Linked DNA regions of Ovis aries: region 2 is linked to region 1. The links are chromatin contacts, called in public Hi-C maps. All regions are on one chromosome and are shown on one strand. Each heading gives the region's core, a stretch centred on a gene start, on an enhancer-like site or on the middle of the called end of the contact. The rest is flanking DNA. Distances are from core to core; before and after follow the strand shown.

What was found. Hi-C and Micro-C count contacts between places; a contact is called where the count stands out from the background.
Region 2: a contact with region 1 is called in a Hi-C map of hypothalamus, with 2.1 times the contacts expected there. The contact joins two enhancer-like sites. A contact is called at or near these places in 4 of 16 Hi-C or Micro-C datasets (blood, hypothalamus and liver).

What each region holds. Positions count from the first base shown.
Region 1 is chr2:199,498,363-199,501,787 of ARS-UI_Ramb_v3.0, reverse strand. ANKRD44 (ankyrin repeat domain 44) reads left to right here. Exons shown (of 28, transcript XM_042244028.2): 2 at 241-324. Among named protein-coding and RNA genes, the nearest start is that of ANKRD44, 130 kb to the left of the region's middle. Within about 2 kb of position 1,532, at least 12 of the 54 cell types and tissues checked have an H3K27ac peak or open chromatin away from gene starts, as enhancers often do. A contact at or near this core is called in hypothalamus, where this site is marked.
Region 2 is chr2:199,550,224-199,553,648 of ARS-UI_Ramb_v3.0, reverse strand. The region is part of intron 1 of ANKRD44 (ankyrin repeat domain 44); the gene reads left to right. Among named protein-coding and RNA genes, the nearest start is that of ANKRD44, 74 kb to the left of the region's middle. Within about 2 kb of position 1,893, at least 8 of the 54 cell types and tissues checked have an H3K27ac peak or open chromatin away from gene starts, as enhancers often do. A contact at or near this core is called in hypothalamus, where this site is marked.

The DNA.
Region 1 (3,425 bases), core at 283-2,782:
AGCCCCAGATTAGATGTGACTGTCTGTCATGGCTTTCAAATCATATTATAGTTATTTCTTGATGCAAATAACTCCCCTGCTGGACTTCGAGCAAGGGTGGACCCAGGCCATGTTCATCTTTGTCTGCCAATTGATAATTGTTGAATAAACTTTTGGGGAATAGATCTTCTAGCCATCTGCATCTGAGTGCAGTCCAGTTATTTAATTACAGTTCTAATTCCAGTTCTCCTGTGTTTACAGCCACCACTGGTCCAAGCAATCTTCAGCGGTGATCCAGAGGAGATACGGATGCTCATCCACAAAACAGAAGATGTGAATGCTCTGGTAGGAGATGCTCTGGCTTTGCCTCCCCAGACCCTCTTCACCTTTTCTGTGCCATGGACCTTTTCGGTGTCTGGTGAAAGCCCTGGCCCACTTCTCAGAATTCTGTTTTGAAATGCTCTAAATAAAATATATAGGATTCAAATGGAAATCAATTATTTTGAAATATAGTTATTGAATCAAAATTTTCATATAATAATATATGTGTTTATCAACACATTTAAATGGTAAGATACAGTAGGAGATCTAATAATGGCCATAATTTAAAAATAATGGTGAGCCTGATCAATATTTTGTGTTATCTGCCACCACTGTAACGTGGCATGAATGTGCCTGTGATTTCTGCCAACACTAAGGTTTGCTGCCTGCATTCATAATGTGAAGAAATGGGAAGTTTCAGTTAGAAGTCAGTGAAAATAGAGATAGAAACTTTGTTCTAGAGAACCCATGCCTTACAAACAGGAGTTGACAAACTATGGTTTGTCACCTGTTTTTGTACAAGCTACTGGCTAGGAATGGTTTAATTTTTTAAATGGCTGAAAAAAGAATGAAAAAAAAAGAATATTTTGTGACTTAGGAAAATTGTATGAAGTTCAAATTTTGATATCTACAAATTAAGTTTGTTTGGAACACGGGAAGGACAGCTTTCCTACTGCAGGAGCAGAGTTGAGCAGCTGTGACAGAGACAGTATGTGGCCTACCCCAGATATTTATTCTCCGGCCCTCTGGAGGGAAAATTTGCTGCCCTCTGCACTAGAGGGTCCATGAACCCGGAATGAGTGGATGAACTTGGCATCCTGTGTGTACCCTGAAGTCGTACGTAATGTGTGCATGCACTTGTGGACAATTTGTGTAATGAAAGGGTCAAGGCATTTCATCAAACTCTTAAAAGGGTTCATGATCCCCTAAAGATTAAGAACCACTGAATCTGGAAGTTCTTGACATAAACCTGCACTGAGGAAAGGTGAAAAGAGTTAGTCAATAATTTATCCTTTTAATAGTTTCCTAGACCTAGATTGAACAAGCAATTATGTATAGTACATGCTACTAATTCTCTTAATATAATGCAATTACCTACATGCTCCAGTCTGTCAGGGAGAGGAGTTCTCTTTGAAGTCCCAAGTGTTCAGGAGAAACAACAGACTCAGACACATCTACGGTACAAGAAGAGCTTTGCCACTGGGAAATGCATTCTGTCTGAGGTTGCATCTCTGTCCGCTCCGCCACATGTTTTATTCAGAAGGCGAGTCATCACTGCCACCCATTGTTTAGTGGCAATGTAGGTTGCTGTGGCTTTTTGAAAAAGCTCTTGGCAGTTTCTCCCCAACTGGCACTGACAACAGCAGAGCAATGTGGTGTGACATTTTAGCCAGGTAAGCACAGATGTGGTCAGGGCCAGACTACTTGAGAAGGCAACTGGGCATTTGTCTAGGGCCCATGGGGCCCTATACTTCTGAGAGGAGGCGAGGCAAGCAAGCTGATCATCTGTGTTCTGACACCACCAGAATTCATCCAGCCTGTTCTGTGTTGTGGGCCCCACCCAGGCCAGCCCAAGGCAAGGTTACTATCTTCCCTGATAATCATCAACAAGCAGGACTTTTGCAGTCCTGTGTACCAAGAAAGAGTGTACTGTCCTCTGAAAGCCTTTAATTTTTCCTTAGGAAAGTGACAAACAGCTGCTAGCTGGTAAAGATTAGGGGAGGTTAACTGCTATAACACACAGATGGCTCAAACATAAGAGGTGTTTAGTTCTCTTATGAGCAGATTAGAGCGGTGGTTCTTTTCTACATAGAGTCCCAGGTATCAGCATGTAGCTTCTAAGGTCATTCAAGGGGTGTGTCAACAGTCCAACAAGAAGGGAAAAAAAGAATGTGGAGGCAAAGCCTGGGAAGATTTTATGGGACAGCTTGGCTGTGGCATAATCACTTCTACTCACATCCCACTGCCCAGAACTCATCCCATGCCACAGCTAACTACAGAAGAGGTTGGGAAGTTAGTGTAACTGTGTCCCCAAAGTGTCAGAGAACAGTGACTTTGGTGAACAAGTTGCTGTCTTGGCTATACCAATTTCTGGTTTTAGGTAATTCAAGTGATACCCCTTAGTCATCTGTGTAGTGTGTTGTTAATTTGACAGTTAATTACTGAGTCTGGATCCTATGTAAGGTGCTGGGGATACAGCAGTTGAAAAGATAGCTCTTTCCCTCGTGAGCTTACAGTGTGGCAGAGAAGGCAACAAGTGAGAAATCATACTATGTCGTATTTCTGAAATGGAAAAGCTGGGACACTGTTTAGGGGCCTGTGTGAATCATGAGGGACTAAGGAAGTGAGGTATACACTGAGGCTGCTGCGGGAAGTGCTTTGTCGTTGCTGTTGGATGTGTGGCAGCGGTTGGATGTGACAGCAGAGAAGGGTGGATAAGGAGAGAGGAAGGAATGAGTGTGAGTGGCTAAATGAGTGGACAGCAAGCCTAAGAGGAGCCTGAGTTCTTAGGTTGGTCGTGTGGCTCCTCTGGGTCCACAGACCCTTTCCTCCACTCGTACCTCTTACAGCCTCCCTCTTCACATCCCCCTTTCCCTTCCTCAGGTGAGTATAAGGATCATTTGCTCCTCTACTCTGTTATCAAGTATGTTGCTGACACTGAGCTGTCCTCTTCAGTGGTTTTCCTTGGTCGGCATTCCTTCGGGATCAGTCACAGTGACTGCTGGCGGTGGATTAGACAGTTTAGGGGAAGTGATCGTTAACAAAGGGCATAGGGAGATGGAAGATAAATCTGGATTAGAAATCTAAGCCCAAAGATTGATTTTAGGATAGAAGAGTGGCTGCTCCCAGACATTTCAGTGTCAAGGAGGGGAGGTAAATCAGGGAAGCACCTCTTGCTAGCAAGAAGACAGTTTTTGTCTTTCTTCCCTTCTCATCCTTTGCTTTTCTCTCTTTATCCCTATTTAGTCACTTAATTTTTCTTTTCTGCTCTGGGCTCTGACTTTTTTGCTTTCTTTTTTCTTCTTCATCTTTCTGTGCCTTTTGATGGGTTGCCTGTTCTTTGGTATAAATACGCTTTGATTAACTGATCCAGATAGAAGAAGAGTCTCATTCAGCTTTGCCTC
Region 2 (3,425 bases), core at 644-3,143, 52 kb before region 1:
TTGCTTAGATGACATTCACCTGAAGAGAGACCTGCTGTTACCAGGAGCAGCAAATGAGATTCGTTTAAATGTATTTGCACTTTGTGGCAGAAACTGCTAATTGTCCCTCAGTATCTAGCCTTCCTTTCTTTTTAAGTAATATAAACTTCTTCTGGAATAAAGGCTTGTATGGTCTAGCTACCCTTGCTGCTAGGTGTGGCTGTGGGACTACATTCTGACTAAAGGACTTACATGTGAAATTTCTGGAAAGGAGGAACGTCACCATTTTTTACCTGGTTCTTTTTTCCTAGTACCTGGAATTGGATGGGATGTTTGGACTTGAGCAGCCTTGATGGATTGTGAAGTAGCAGCATGAAGTAGATGCTAAGGAGAGTTTGCAGCAAGATAGATGGAACCAGGTCTTTCTCACTGCAGAACACTGAAGTAGTCCTGGATGACTTTGTATTTAGACCTTGTTTACAATGAGAGAAAAAAATGCATCCATCTTGTTTAAGCCACTGCTTTTTGGGATTCGCTGAACTACACTGCCAAACCTAATCGTTCTATCATGTCTTGCTGTCCTTAGGACTAAACTCATTCTTTGTCAGGGTCATGACCATAACATAGACCAAGATAAACTAAATTTGCTGAAAAGAATCAACTTACTAGCACTGTGTCAAGCCAAGTTATCAGGCAGTTTTTAGAACAGACTGTTTTCCTCATTCCATCTTTATTTGGTCTGACCATTTCTATGGCAGGGTGGCAGGACGCGATAAACTTTGCTTACTAAATTTATTTAGCAAAGTGAGTGCCTCCTATATTCCAGCCATTGTGTTAGGCTCCAGGAATCCAGTGAAACGAAAATAGCCATGGTCTCTGGCCTGACAGGGCTTACAGTCTGGTGGATATTACTCAAAGAACACACACAGATATAGAATTACTCTACAAACTGATAAGTGCTCTAAGGGAAAAGCACAGGAAGCTACCAGAACCTACATAACAGGGGAATCTCATCTAGATGGGCAGTGGGAGGGTTGGTGAGGACAGGTTGTTCTGGACAAGGGCCTTTTAAATTGAGATCCAGGAGGTGAATTGGATTTAATGTGGTGAAAAGAGTGTATAGAATGTTCTAGACAGAGGGAATGGTCTGTGCAAAAGCTTGAGAAGGAAGGGGACTGGGTGCATTTCCGGAGTGGAAAGGCAGCCATTGCATTTCTGTGCATTACTGGTACACAATATGTAAAGGAAAGCAGTAGGAATAAACTGTTTACTTGGAAAGGATGTCAATTTTGTATGAATCAAGTATTATTTTTTATTTCAGTATTATAGAGAGTTTGATCATTGAGTTCCAGAACTATCACAAAAATCATATCTTTTGTGTTTTTGGAGGTGCTGCTCTGGGGCATGTAATTAAGCTCCAGGTTTTTCTCTGTGATTCTTTCGTGGTAATTTATATTTTGCTTGTCAGCTATCATTTGGACATTTGCACAGGTGGACAGTGGACACAAATGGAGTCAGCCCTGAAGACATCACATGCATTGAAGCTTCTAGTGAGAATGTTAATGCTATGAGATATTTTTAATGAGCACATGCTCCCTTGAGTAGATATTTCTAAAAAAATAAGGAGTGGAGCAGCATGGCTTGAATAGAAGTGAGTTAATGAGTCTCAATTTTTGAGAAAAATATTGCTGGAATGGTACCTTTTAAGTTAATGCTACTAAAAGTAAAAACAGCAGAGGCAGGAAAATATTTGTTTTCCAAACACATTTTATTGATAGATTTGTGAGTCCTTAGAAAAGATGATTTAGGAATTGATTCCTTCTTTGAGTTTGACGACTATAGTGTTTTGTGCCTTTCTTAAGCGTCATAACTAGTACTGAAACGTTCAAGAATGCAGTACTGTATGAGAACAAAGGTCTATTCTTAGGGGAAAAAGATCAGCTATTATACGAGACCTACAATTGATGGCAAGCAACCTAAAGAAGTTGAGTTTGCTCTAAAAATGAGTCTCTGCTGCCTCTCATTAGCTGGGTTCTACACTATTGCCATCTCTGCCACTGCCAGGTCGAAAGAACACTTAGTCTCACCTGTTTTCTTGACCTCTGCTGAGAGACAGAAGCAATGTCTTGCTTCTCTTGATTTTCCCCTCTAGTATTTCTGAATGTTGCTGTGCCTTTGGTGCCTCTGTGGGAATCATTCAAATACAGTATAGTGAGTTCCCAGATGGCCCTAGTGGTAAAGAACATACCAGTCAATGCAGGAGATGTAAGGGACATGGGTTGGATCCCTGGGTCAGGAGATCCTCTGGAAAAGGGCATGGAAACCCACTCCAGTACCCTTGCCTGGAGAATCCCATGGACAGAGGAGCAGCATGGTGGGCTACAGTCCATGGGGTTGCAAAGAGCCGGACACGACCGAAGCGACTTCACTGGCACGCACGTATTTTCTCACTATGTGCTCTGTACAAACTTGGACTTGACATGATATAGCAATTCTCTTTTTCTCATACCTACTGTAAATTTTTTTTCCTTTCTTTTTCATCCTTTTTACTTCCTTCCCTCCTTTACTTTTTCAGTTGTTGTTGAGGGGAGAAATTGGCAGTTTGGGGCTTAGATTGAGACTATTTTTGTGATGAATGAAGAAAAAAAATGGGAACTTATTTGAAAGCCCCATAAAGGGGATATATAGGCAACATTTCTGACCACAGACTTGAAAGAAATGACTAGGCCCTGTAGATACCAAGTCTCAACATTATAAAGCAAACACAAGACATCCTCTTTTTATTGGCCTACAGAAATATCCTTGTGTACATTCTCCTGTTGTCCCCCCCCCTTTTTTTTTTAATGCAGTTAGGCTGTACCATTGACTAGCTGAGGAGGTGGGTTCAGTTGTTTAGGCACTTGTGAATGCTTTCAAGGTAACAACCACGTGTAATCTCAATCTATTCTTAACTCAGGCAACAGACATATGGTAGATACTCAGTGATGGTGTTTGAATGTATTTACACACGGTCAGCCTTTAGGAGAGGAGGAGTGCCTAAAACTTAAATTCTGATCCTGCCAGGAAGGCTTTGCAGAGAAGTACTTTGTAGCCTGTATGGCCTGCAAAAGTGGTAGGGGTTGAGAGATTCTGGATAAAGCTCTGAGTCTGTATTAAGCCTTTTCGGTTTTTACCTATTGGAGCATCACCAGATAGGCACTTATGCTTAGACTGATTTGTCCGGGAGAGTCTTAGACTCAAAATTACTATTTGATGGTCATGTAACAAATAGCCCTCACTGATTGACTCCATATTTCAAGCCCTCTGTACAGTGCTGAGGCCCCTTTTCAGAGTGACTTGTTTGGTGTTACTTCCCTTGATTTATTAGTCCTGAGAGCTCCTCCCAGAGCACTATTGCTTGAACCACTCCTGTGCTCACTCAATCATGGAGTACTTTGTGGTGGCAG